Regions from separate parts of the Triticum aestivum genome. Here region 1 is linked to region 2. A link is a contact called in public Hi-C data. All regions are on one chromosome and are shown on one strand. The core of a region is the stretch at or near the end of the contact, and the rest is flanking DNA. Distances in the headings are between cores, read along the strand shown. Region 1 holds the start of LOC123160445 (protein DETOXIFICATION 27). Region 2 has its middle 41 kb from the start of LOC123157091.

What was found. Hi-C and Micro-C count contacts between places; a contact is called where the count stands out from the background.
Region 1: a Hi-C map of leaf shows a contact between it and region 2, with 3 times the contacts expected there. The contact joins the promoter of LOC123160445 here to the enhancer-like site in region 2. A contact is called at or near these places in 1 of 5 Hi-C or Micro-C datasets (leaf) and 1 of 1 datasets of contacts at active chromatin or transcription factors (leaf).

What each region holds. Positions count from the first base shown.
Region 1 is chr7B:31,344,183-31,346,882 of IWGSC CS RefSeq v2.1, forward strand. It overlaps LOC123160445 (protein DETOXIFICATION 27), which reads left to right and starts at 1,266. Exons shown (of 7, transcript XM_044578259.1): 1 at 1,266-1,755. The coding sequence starts at 1,468.
Region 2 is chr7B:31,268,212-31,270,911 of IWGSC CS RefSeq v2.1, forward strand. No RefSeq gene overlaps it. Among protein-coding and RNA genes, the nearest start is that of LOC123157091, 41 kb to the left of the region's middle. Within about 2 kb of position 1,425, at least 4 of the 8 cell types and tissues checked have an H3K27ac peak or open chromatin away from gene starts, as enhancers often do. A contact at or near this core is called in leaf, where this site is marked.

The sequences.
Region 1 (2,700 bases), core at 16-2,515, 76 kb after region 2:
CGTCAAATGTCCGGACGGCCCGCCCGGCCACTGACAGGTCACAAAAATATGACCCAGACGGACGCTCAAATGCCCAGACTGACCGGCCACCCTCATATCCAGCCCAAATATGGTGCGGATATGGGACGCCCGGGCACATCCACCACGATGTAAACGCCGCGTGGCGCCGCTCTAGCTCGCGGCTCGAGGCCCAATCCGACTATTTAAGCCAGCCGGCATATCCCCAACCTTAGCCCATCCACTCCCTCCCTCTCTGCGCCGCAACCCGAGCCCATCCGCCTCCTCTCCTCCGCTCTCCCCACGCTCTCCAGCATCGCCATGGTCCGGCGGAAGATCACCACATATGCTATGCTCACACCGGAGAGCCGCTACCCTGTCGGTCACCCATCCTAGAATTATCCCAAGCCAAGCACACTTAATTTTGAAGTTCTTTTTGAATGGGCTTCCGGAAAAGAAGGGAATTCCTTATTGATATGGGTACTCTATCAATCCTACTAAGATAGGTTCTCACAACTTTCTCACCGACGGACGGTCCAGTGAGGGACAAAGAGAGCGCAAACACGGCCCAAATTTGAGTCGGAAATGGGTCTACGGCGGACACTAAACTTGCGTGCGCACGTTGGTCCGTGATTTGTGTCCATTTAGCCTCAATCGGATCAAATGGGATCGTGCGTGCCTAAGCATCTGAGCTAGCCTCGATTCCCGCGCTATATGGGCAATCATCAAAAACAATCAACTTTCGATCAATCACGCGAGTGCGCGCGGTCAGAGCTCCACATATCCGACAAGGCGAGTAGAGGACGTTCCTGCGCACGCACGCACGCAGGCACGCACCTGCTCCCCGTTGGATGGACGCGCAACAGCGACGTACTAGATCTCGTCCGATCCCGCCGGCGAAGCTCTTCCGCGGTTCCTTTCGCATTCGACGATCGGGGACATACGTGCGTGCGCGCGCGCCACGCCGGCCGAGCTGACAGGCCTGTCAGCTGGCGCTTCTTTTCAAAAAGACAAGTGAAGGGACGGCCTTGTCACTTCGGCACAAGAGTTTGAAAACTGGGTGGGGTTTCTGAGCTTCTCCACTCGATCTCCCGGCCGGATGGGTGTGTGTGGGTGTGGATGGTTGGTGCGTGTGGATAGCTCGGCTCGCGCGCTATGGACCGTGCAGTATACTGGCCGTCCACATAAATGAGCTGATTATACTGTACTTTTTATCAACTGACCGTCCAATAGTTTCGTCGGTATTGCATACCCCGGCCCCCGTACGTGCACCGGTGCACGCTACCGTATGCCAGGCAGGCCGATATGGCTAGCCAAGGCCATGCCAGCAGCAGCTCCACATAAATGAGCTAATTAAGCACGCGCGGGCGCGCGGGGCCTCCGGTATATACTCACCACCCGATCGCAAACACACAAGGAAAAGACCACCAGAAAGAACCCGGGGGAGCTCGCCGCGAGAGCTTGAGCGCCATGAGAGGGGATGGGGAGGAGGAGGCGTCGGCGCCGCTGCTGCAGGCGCGCGGCGGGGAGGAGGCGGAGGCGAAGGGGGGCCGCGGCCGGGGCGCGCGGGTGGCGCGGGAGTGGTGGGACGAGTCGAAGCGGCTGTGGCGGATCGTGGGGCCGGCCATCTTCCAGCGGGTGGCGCTGTACGGGATCAACGTCGTCTCGCAGGCCTTCATCGGCCACATCGGCGACCTCGAGCTCGCCGCCTTCTCCATCGCCTCCACCGTCATCGCCGGCTTCAACTTCGGATTCCTGGTAAGCAACCAAGCACACCCAACCCAGGAAACCTTCATTCATTCATTCATGCTTGCTCCGCCTTCTTGCCTTCAATTTGGAGGAGCTCGTATCGTACCCATGGATTCGCCCGTCCCCTGCGCACGCCGGGAGATGGAGACAGCGGGTCAGATCGACCTCAGAAGCATAACCACAGACTCCTTCCACAAACGACAAGGCGGAAAACGAACAGGATCGATCGGCTGGTTAAGAATCCCACGGCATTTGATTCGATTGCCACCTTGCTTGCTTCGCTCGCCAGCTAATTTGAACCAGCCCACCCCCTGAGCTGCGCGTAAACTAGCGCAGGTTGGTCAACGTTAGCCCTGTGCGTTCGGTTTATTCGGTTTACATGATTCGGTTTATACGGTTTTTCGGTATGTACGGTATTAATACTTCGGTAAATACAGTATGAAATTAAATTACGGTTCGGTTTCGGTATATACCAAATTATTTCGGTATGGTTTCGGTATATACCATAAAAACCAAAGTTGACGCGAATTTGAAAATGACGTAATAATAATTTGCAAATTTATGACTCAAAACACATTCTATTTTACACAAATAGTATATGACTATATATATAAGTATATATGCATGCATTGATTCATCTGTTGATGGTTATGGATGTGCTTAGCATTTTAAAAAGAGAAAAATGACAATGTTACAAGAAAAATGTAGGTGCTTAGTAGTGAATTTGACTCATGTACAAGAAAAATGACAACTTGTACGGTTGTTCATCTCAAGAAATATAAATTTATCTTTTACTTCGGTTTATTCGGTTAACCATTCGGTTTTTCGGTATATACCATAAAAACCAAAGTTCAAATCGGTATGAAAAGTTCATACCATACCGAAACCAGAAACCATAAAAACAAAAAAATCGGTTCGGTTCGGTTTATTTTCGGTATGGTTTTTCGGTTCGGT
Region 2 (2,700 bases), core at 175-2,674:
ATGACCATAGAAAAATCACTTTTTGCCAAACAATGGCACAAGAAAAACAATTAAAGAAAAGAAAACGTATTTTGCGCCAAACTAATGGCATGCTAGCCGCATCCTTCCGCCAAAAACTATGAGCGAACGCATGAAAAAAAAGTGATTAGTGGCTTCCGCCAAATTTCAAACATGCTAGCACCATCCTTCCGCCAAACGCCTCCGCCAGATCGTCATGCTAATCACCTTCCACCAAAGGCTAATATCAGCGCAATAGTCTTCTGTCATTCGGACGAAGAGGAAAGGGGTACGTGATGGCTTTTAATTAGCTAGGCGGATGTCTGGATTTCGCAAATTTTTCTCATGTTGCTTCCGGTTTGTGGGGACATGCGGACTGGTCCGAACGTGCAGACGTTGGAGATATACATCATGTTGGATGATAAAAAAAAATGTCAAGACACCGTGATTCGCATGTTTGCGGGCGTTTGCTGCAAGCCGTCGATGAGCAGGATGGTGGACTGTAAAATGATTGCGAAAATTGTACTTCTTCTGTCCAAAAATATTGTCAGATGAATGGATATATCTAGATGTATTTTAGTTCTAAATAACGCGATGAATAATTACGGACTGAGGGAGTACTTGGGTGCTAAAAAATCCCGATGCCTACCCAATCACGAGAGTACGGACGTACGCCTGTGATGTGCCCACACGTCCTTCCACAACCCATGCACGTCTGCCGTGAGGCGACCGCTCGATCGAACAATACGCAACACCGTACGTGATCGACCAAGACAGAACAGACACCCGTTGTCCCTTGCATTTTGGAACCGTGTGCTTGTTGGGGGCAAATTTAACAAATTTGACCTGTGGACAAAATTAAATCACAGAATAAACTGTCAAAGAAACTATTTCACGCGGTTGATCTTTTTGTGTGACGCCCGACACGAAGGCGTCACACTATACTGTGCAATGCCTCACAGATAGACGCTACACGCCTGGCCAACATTGCATCCCAGACTGCCTAAAAATTGCTAAGTCATTGTGCGGAGCCTAAGAGCTAGGCGCTGCACTACAAAATGAAGCAACCACTAGTGCAACGCCTAGAAGCTAGGCGCTACACTGTATAGTGTGGCGCCTAGCTCTCAGGCGCTGCACACTAACTTAGTAATTTTCGGATCACACGGGTGCGACGCTGGCCAGACGTGTAGCGCCTATCCGCGAGGCGTTGCACAATGTAGTGTGGCGCCTTTGTGTCGGGCGTCGCACAAAAAGGTCAGCCGCGTGAAATAGTTTCGCGGACAGTTCATTCTATGATTTAATTTCGTTCATAGGTTAAATTTGTCAATTTTGCCTTGTTAGGTACCGGGTGCACGAACGTACCTACTCCGTCGAGCCGTCGCCGTCGGTGTATCTCGGTTCTCGGAACCCATCGGTGTCGCCGTCGGCATCGGGTTACGTGAAATCCCTTTCCATTTGCATCGTTGCATCACCGCTTACGTGCGCACATGCAAGCATTTCCTGGAGTTATGGCCCGATCGTTGTTGCAACTTGCATGGAGGTAAGAGGAAGCGAAATGTAATTGGGGGCTCCGATCCCCTGTCCAAATGAGCTGTAGCTTTCCAGCTGAGCAGATGGGTACAAAACCTTTAGGTAATCATTAATCAACTACTTACTATGACACTTGATGAACGCCTAAACAAAGGGCTAGGGCTAGAGTGCTAGCTAGACCGGCTGGCTCAACCCGGGCAATCGGGACGCAATCCGCTGATGTCTCAACCTTCGATCAATCACGCGCGCTGAAAGCTGAATATCCTGGCATTCGATTCGATTTGATTTTAACGGGGTGAAGTTTGATTTAAACCTTGAATTCATACGACTTGTCGGAATTGAATCTCAACCTCTTAATCCCTGAAATTGATGTCCTGTACTCATTGATCCTGGTCAATCTCGCCCCTGGTGATGGTTGGCGTATCGGGATAAGGTCCATCCCAGCGGGGATTGCGATCTACTCTCACTGACATCCATGCCCCCACATGTCATATTCATCTTCTTCCCTAGCCCCTCTCTCTTGCTCTGCTGCAATCAGCGCCGGTCCTCTTCCAGCACCTCCCTATCTCCATGGTAGCCGGGCGCGTCAACGCCGTCAACCCCGCACTCGAGGACATTGGGTCGCTGGTGTCCGACTGTCCATCCGCTCCATCGCGTCGCTGGTGGCCGCCTGCCTGCTGTGATGGCTAATGCTTAATGGCTACTGTAATATTTACGCCCATGCAACTTGTCCACAACTTTACAAATAAATCCCGTGGCTAGCTTAGGAATCAATCCACCTGCTTGCTTGCTTAGGTTAGCTTTTTTGCACTTGCATCTCTCGCCGAAGTTATTAAACCAGACATCTTGTATAAGCCCAGCACATTCAGGTCGTTGAACAGCGTTGGCCGGGGGAGCATAACGCTGGCGATGAACCACTTCTCGCCTTCGGCGGGCCCTCCGTGACGACATGAGCCAGACCCATGGAGTCGTCCATCTGCAGATGTTGGGGTGAGCACGCACATTAGGCGGAGCAGGCGTGGGAGCCTGGACAGGAAGAAGTGAGCGCGATAATGGTGCCATTTCACTAGGCAGCGCTGCCGCCGGAGAGGTGGGTCTGCATCAGTCACTCGTCATGGAGACGGACGCATCGTCACTTGTCAGCAAGGAGAAAAGGAGAACGTTTGGAGGTAG